Regions from separate parts of the Mus musculus genome. Here region 1 is linked to region 2. A link is a contact called in public Hi-C data. All regions are on one chromosome and are shown on one strand. Each heading gives the region's core, a stretch centred on a gene start, on an enhancer-like site or on the middle of the called end of the contact. The rest is flanking DNA. Distances are from core to core; before and after follow the strand shown.

The links. Hi-C and Micro-C count contacts between places; a contact is called where the count stands out from the background.
Region 1: a Hi-C map of regulatory T cells shows a contact between it and region 2, with 7 times the contacts expected there. The contact joins two enhancer-like sites. A contact is called at or near these places in 1 of 39 promoter capture datasets (hippocampal neurons), 6 of 484 Hi-C or Micro-C datasets (CD8 T cells, the G1E-ER4 cell line, LSK cells and 3 more) and 8 of 115 datasets of contacts at active chromatin or transcription factors (the 230-238 cell line, Th17 cells, bone marrow-derived dendritic cells and 5 more).

What each region holds. Positions count from the first base shown.
Region 1 is chr14:75,827,466-75,830,933 of GRCm38.p6, forward strand. No RefSeq gene overlaps it. Among named protein-coding and RNA genes, the nearest start is that of Gm4285, 16 kb to the right of the region's middle. Within about 2 kb of position 1,561, at least 147 of the 459 cell types and tissues checked have an H3K27ac peak or open chromatin away from gene starts, as enhancers often do. A contact at or near this core is called in CD8 T cells, Th1 cells, Th17 cells and 3 more, where this site is marked.
Region 2 is chr14:75,177,448-75,181,061 of GRCm38.p6, forward strand. All of the region lies in intron 2 of Lcp1 (lymphocyte cytosolic protein 1), which reads left to right. Among named protein-coding and RNA genes, the nearest start is that of Gm15628, 42 kb to the left of the region's middle. Within about 2 kb of position 1,579, at least 161 of the 459 cell types and tissues checked have an H3K27ac peak or open chromatin away from gene starts, as enhancers often do. A contact at or near this core is called in CD8 T cells, Th1 cells, Th17 cells and 3 more, where this site is marked.

The DNA of each region.
Region 1 (3,468 bases), core at 311-2,810, 650 kb after region 2:
CCCAAGACCACCAGCCCAGGGATGGCACCACCCACAATGAGCTGGGCCCTCTCCATCAATCACTAATTAAGAAAATGCCCTACAGCCTGCCTAGAGCCCCATTTTATGAACACATTTTCTCAATTGAAGTTCCCTCCTCTTCAGGTGGCTTTAACTTGTGTCCAGTTGACATAAAACTAGCCAGCACAAGGCTTATTAGACCCATATCTGAAAGGAACAAACTGGGCAAAATTCTCCTCCTGGCAGTATCTAGGGAGAGGTGTGAGGGCAAGGGTCATTCAACTGAGTCCTAAAGAAAGTGTGCTCTTTTTGAAACTAAAGACAAAGGCATTTCTTTGTAATTTCCCAGGATAAAGTATAATCATAACTTGTGTGTATCACTGAATATCTGATCAGGACACCTCCCTAGTCCCAGGGAAGTCTTTGAAGGGGAAACATTGGCTCAAATATGACTGGAAAGCTCCGCTGGCATCATTTAATGCACAGAAGGGGAGGCCCTGGGTGCGAGCTAGAGATAGCCCTTTACACAAAAGGAAATATGGGGCTCTAATTTCACTTGACCTAGAAACCTGAGACTTACTGGCTGAGAGCTGTGGCAGAGCAGCTCAGACAGTTCCCTGCTGAGCTAGGAGAGAGGAGAGCTAGGAGAGTGGGTTGAGGAAGGCCAGTGAAGAACAGAACCGGGCAGAGTGGACAGTGTGGAGTGTCGGTGCAAACAGTGACCGATTAAAAGCAGCAACAGACATAGGAACACAAGGGGCATGTTCGGAAGGAAACCAAATGGAAGCCGCCATTCAGTCCGCCTTACCTCGGTGCACAAAACTGTTATATAATACCCAACTTCCGCTGTGCACATCTGTTTTCCAAAACTTTCCATCACTACTCCAGAGTCCCATCTGCCCTGGTGACATTTTCCCAGGGGAAAAGCAAATAGCTCCTGCCTCAGGGTGAGGCCAGGACAGAGCTGGACAAGCAGGCTTGACCACTCAGTCCGGAGTTCCTCCCCTCCGGCTCCCTGCCTGTCCAGCACGTCGCCAGGTCAGCCCCCTCACCCCCTTACGCATCAGCCTCTGCCCGGTTCTTCTTGACAACTTGCCTCTCCTCTCTACAGGAGCCCTCCTCCCAGGTCTCAGTGTGGTGGCACTTCTCACCAGCTAAGTCTCTGCTCAATGGCACCTCTTTGGAGAGACCTTGCATGACACACAGCATTAAATAGGACAAAAAAAAAAATCCAGTTTCTGTGATTGTGCTCCGCGGCCTCTCCGTAGAATGCATCCTTGCTTACTGTAGCATCCCTAACCCTTCAACCCCTTTGAACAATCCCTTTAAGAAGGTGTTAGCGTTGAGTAACTATGTGGAGCGTTCCAGTCGATATAACAATGCCATTCTTTATTATTACTCTAGATATTTTCCTTCTTTTAAGCCTTATCTTTTGGATAATATGGTAACGATGACCCCAAAGAAGAGTAGGAACCACCCCCACGTGCAGCAGTGGCGAGGAGTGGCGACAGCGGCTGGGCAGGCAGGGAGGCAGCGGAAGTACAGATAGCCCAGCTATGGCCCTGCGCCAACTCCTGTTGTTGCCAGTTCTCAAATCACAAGACTGGATGGTGTTCCGCTCCACAGGAACAGAGAGAACTCTTAAAACAGCCACACCTGCCTTTGATTCAGAGTAGACCAGTCTTAAATCCTCGCTGCCAACAGCCGGATACCCTTTCAGCCTTGAAGCAAACTTGGGCGGCAGACGGAACAGCATCATCTTTATCACCTACGCTCTGCTAGTGGCGGTGGGGCGGGGACACACGGAAAAGTCACAGAGATAAATAAGAGACTCAGAGTGGAACCAGAGGCATCTCTTCCTCACCCAGTCAGCTGAGTAGGACCTAGAAATTCCCGCCAGTGGGTCCCAGACCTCTTAATTTGCGGGAGCATCCTCAGAAGAGAGCCCAGAGACCGCCTGATTCCTGCGGGACTAGAACCTTTGGGGGTGCCTGCCAGAAATCCGTCTTTTTTTAAAAAAACCTCTCCAAATCCTTCTGCCTCTCTTCAAGTTCTGCTCTGATTTTCCATCCAGCATTTGGAAACCGATCAGATCCTTCCTACCTTCAGCTTTGAGGACCGCACTCGGTGATCTCGGCATCGCCATCTGCCGGACACACTGCGGAACTACAACTGCAGCGCTCTCTAATGCTTCACTCCAGCTATGCATTCCCACTGCTTCGGAATACAGAGAAAGAAAAGGTGTTTGCTATGGCGAGCTCAGCCAGTACTGCAGATCTGCTGCTGAGAGAGTGTTTAGCAATTGAATCTATTAATACACGAGCACATAAACAAATGAATTAAGAATTCGTGCTGGAGGGTAGCTTCGTGGCATGGCAGCTGCACAAGAGGCCCTTGGTTCAAACACCGGCGTTTTAGAAAATTGCCTTTAATTAGAACAATAATAAGCAAAACACTCGAAGAAGAAAAGCAAGCACACGATCGTTTATTCAAATGTTGAGATCACCCGTGGGTGGAGGGTACAGTTGCCTAGACTTCATTATTCATTTCCTCATTCGGTTTTTCAAAAAGTATGTTTGGGGTGAGCTGGCGAGATGACTCAGTGGTTAAGAGCGCCGACTGCTCTTCCAGAGGTCCCGAGCTCAAATCCCAGCAACCACATGATGGCTCACAACCATCCGTAACGAAATCTGATGCCCTTTTCTGGAGTATCTGAGGACAGCTACAGTGTACTTACATATAATAAATAAATCTTTAAAAAAAATGTTTGGGACCCAGCAGGGGTGGCAATGCCTTTAATCCCAACACTTGGGAGGCAGAGACAGGAGGATTTCTGAGTTCGAGGCCAGTCTGGTATACATAATGAGTTCCAGGACAGCTGGGGCCATACCTATTCAAACCACCACATCAGGCTAGCTTCAAACTCACAGAGATCCCACTACTTCTGTCTCCTGAGTGCTGGGATTACAGGCAGCCATCATGCCTTCTTAGCTTTTACCTGCATTCTGGGGATCTGAACTTTTGCTCAGTGTATGTGATCCATCCACTGCGGCTTCAACTTCCCAACCCCCTCAATGATATTATCCTTTTTTTGAGACAGGATAGCCCTGGTTGTCCTAGAACTCATTTTGTAGCCCAGGCTGGTCTCAAACTCATAGATGTCTGCATCCCTCTGCCTCCCAAGTGCTGAGATTAAGTGGGCGCCACCAACACCCGGCCCAGTCTTTGATCATCTGTGAAACAAAACTCCTTAATTCTTTTGGTGGGGCAAGATAGATTTTGAGTTATGGCCCCCACAGACTCATGTGTTTGAATGTTTGGTCCATCGCCAGTGGCATTATTAAAAGGTGTGGCCTTGTTGGAGGAAGTGTGTCACTATGGGGATGGGCTTTAAGGTCTCCTATGCCCACATTATGCCCAGTATGGCACAAAGTTCCCTTCTGCTGCCTGAGGATCAAGATGTAGAAC
Region 2 (3,614 bases), core at 329-2,828:
CGTATGTTACCAAGGGTGGCCTGGCAGTGTGAGTGATTTTTGACAATGAGGTTTTTAATGCCCATGTTTTCTGACTACACAAAATATGAGAGGTCTTCTCCATTCAGTCTCCAAAAAACAAGAGCAATTGTGTTGCTGGCTTCTGCTACTTCTTGTAGGGCTGTCTGGATTATTTGTTAAGGCTGAAGGCCATGCAAATGAATGTCTCTACATTTTGGAGGAAAGGTCCTGTCTACACAGGGAATTCTTTTAAGCGACTGAAGCATATAGCCTCGAAGTATTGTACCATCTCTCAGCTTGTATTCATTTAGAACTGTCAGTCAAGCCCAGGACTGATGTTACATATACACTGTCCTGCACACATGGTGAAAACCTGTGTTTCTAACTGTTGGAAACCACTCTAGCAGGACAACTTAAAACCAAAATCAGAAGCAAGACAAACAAACAAACAAACAACAACAACAACAAAAAACCAAAACAAGAAAAAGAAAAAAAAAGTGATGACTTGTCAACACACACCTTGAGGTCAAATTTACCAAGAATTTACTGTAATTGGCTTCTATTAAATGAACTTTTTAAAAAAGGATGTCTGCATAGCTAAATTTAAATGGAATTCACCACTTTTTTCTATGAAGAGTGAATTTCTGGAAGTTTTGGTGTCTGGCCATTAATCTTTCTTTACTTGCAGTACTCATCTGCCTGGCTGGTTTCAAGGCAAAAAGTAAAACTAACCCAAAAAACAGTGGGGTCTCCGGAGGAGAGGCTTAAGGTCCAGAAAATACTAGGGGGAAAAAAAACGTACTCCAAAGATTTTCATCAGAGATAGTAATAAGAATGTAATTTAAAAAAAAATGCTGTGAAGGCTTGTCAACATTTCCCCCTTACATTTGGGAAGGAATAACACTGAATATGGCAGAGTTAGTGCCAACCACGTTTGGCTTGCTGAAGCATCCACCTGCCATGCCTGCCTACAGAGCACAGCGTCTTACTCATGGTAGCAGCACGAGGGAGGGAGGGCTCTTCCGGACCTCAGGTTCTACGGTGGCAGTTTGCAGTGGTCTCTGATGACATTTCGTTAGCAGTCCCTGTCTGGCAGGAGTGTTTTAAACTTCGTCTCCTTTGTATGTTGTACCTTGCAACAGTCAGGACTGTTAGATTAAAAAGGATCCCAGTGTTTTAACCTGATTGATACTTCTACCTCAGAACCGTTTGGAGAAGGGTGGCCCGCGCGTGTGTTTAAACTAGAACAGGAAGGGGACCTGTGCAGGGCCTCAGAGATGCGCATGCTCAGGCCGCTCAAATGTAGAACCCTGTACTGTATCGACCTGGGGGGCGGAGGGGGGGGGCGGAGTGGTAAGAAGGAAAATGTTAGTGTGTATTCTGGCTGTGCACGTCCAACTCTTTTTTTTTAGAATGTTTCATCTGAACTTAATCGAGTTTGTGGATATGGAATGTGTAAAGCTGGAGAGCCGACTGCCACCAATGCGGTTACTTTTAAGTGCTTAGTTTGTGTAACCACATGACTTCCTGGAATCCTCTCCAGTGCCTTGAGCTATCGGGAGTGAGCTGAAGTTACCTAAGGTCCAAGGGCACAAGGGTCAGGGTGGGGCAGGAGTTGGTCTGGATTTCGGGTGCCCCGGGACTGTGCTGGCTGCAGGGTCCGCCTTCCGTGGAGCATGCTGGGAGAAGCTATCATCCTGGAGACACATCGAAAAGCCTAATGTGTGTGTGTGTGTGTGTGTGTGTGTGTGTGTGTGAAGGAGAAGAGAGAGAGCAGAGACAGAGAGAGTGTGTGTGTACAGGTGTTCAAGACAGAGAAAGGAAAAAAATCGCCAGACACCCCAAAGGAGTTTGATATTCATAAATAGGTTCCTTGGCACATTTCATGTAACGGTGGGATGATTCATTAACAGTTTTGCTAAGAATTTTTGGTGCCTTCACGCATTTGCCTCAGCCCACTTCCTCAGCCTTCTTTCATGCCACTTCCTTCTTGTTGAACCTCTCCCCTCCCCCTCCCACGTCTTACCAACCCACGTTCTGGTTCTGGGCGCCGCGCTAGACCGCAAGCCACCAGAAAGTTCCATGCTGTTTCACTCTTTCTCGCTGTTTCTTCAATGATCTTCCCCCTGAATTGTCTGACTTTTCAAGGGCCTCTTGGAAAGGCAGGTCCTCAGCTTGCTTCCTCCACTGACTGAAGTTTGCCTAAGGCTTTGCCTTCAGGTCAGCGTTGCATCTTCTTAATATTTTCCCCCCTGTCCTGTCGCACATATAGAGCGGAGTTCCCTCTCTCCGCCGGCGCACAGGGCTGCTGAAGATATTGACTGGAATGAATAGTTGTCACTTTTTTTTTTTTTTTTAATGAATTCGTTACATAACAGGAAGGCCTCCGATTTCACTTCCTACTTTCATGCTCCCTGAGTCCTTGTGGCGACTGCTCTGAGGGGACACGTGGCAGTCATTGTCCTCAGAGCTTGCTCCCCTCCTTTTCCAAGGCTCCAGTCTTCATTTGAGCCTCACAGCGCCAAATGGACAACGGCTTCGGGAAATATAAGAAATGATACGGTAACTGTAGACTTCAGAAATAAATGACACCAGTCCATCATTGTATTTTAAATGCAGTTACAGGCATACTACCCAGCAATCCTTACATAAGCTGAATTCCCCAGATAGGCCTTTGTTTATGAAGTGAACGCAAGTACACATGTTAGGAACATTACTTAATCACTCTGTATTCTTAGAAAATTCTCAAGTCGCCTTTTCCTTTTTTTTTTTTTTTTTTCACCTGAGGACTGCAGGCCCCTCTGCACATATAGGGGATGTACCAATCAAATCTCAAAATAAAGCTAAATCAGAAAATTAAGAGATTTCCTCATTTAGCTCATGTTTGAGAAGAGCTGAAAAGCTTTATAAAGTCATTGGACTTTATGACTAATGGTAGATGTTATAGCAGGATGATACTGTTTAGATTAATGTAAATTTTCTCCCCGGGAATTTTTTTTGATAGGGGGGTGGAGGGGGGGTGTTTCCCACTTCACAGATACCCAGTGAAATAAGATGACTCAGTTCGTGTACTGAGCAACGCAAAAATAAAAGTCGAATTTAGAGTCCATCAAAATATATAACTGATTTGTCAGCCGACTCTGCTAGCTGCAAGGGTTCCTGTTTTGCTAGATGACAGTGCACTTCTAACATCAAAACACTGAAGGTTTTCTGAAGTGCTGAGACACTGCCTCCTGACCAGGTCTCCATCACCTAGGGGAATCTTGCTCTAGCTGTTGAAGTGGAGGTGCTCCCAGACAGACAGACGGACGGACGGCATCTCCTGCTGTTTTCCTCAGCTTCCTTCTGACTCAGCTTCCGGTCTTCACCACTCACTCTTCCTGTTGTTTTCTGTGTGTCAATTTCCATCATTGCATTCGTCTTCCCATCAGTTTCACAATGGCCCCATCTCGTAAGATATTGCAAGCCCCATTGGGGGAGGGGCGGTGAGGAAGAATTTCAGTTATCACCCTAATAATAACAACAGCTAATGCACCCACCCTCTCTTGGAATTGAGCTTTTCGCAATCCCACCAGGTGAATACTGGCATATTTGACAACAGGTTTATTCACTCG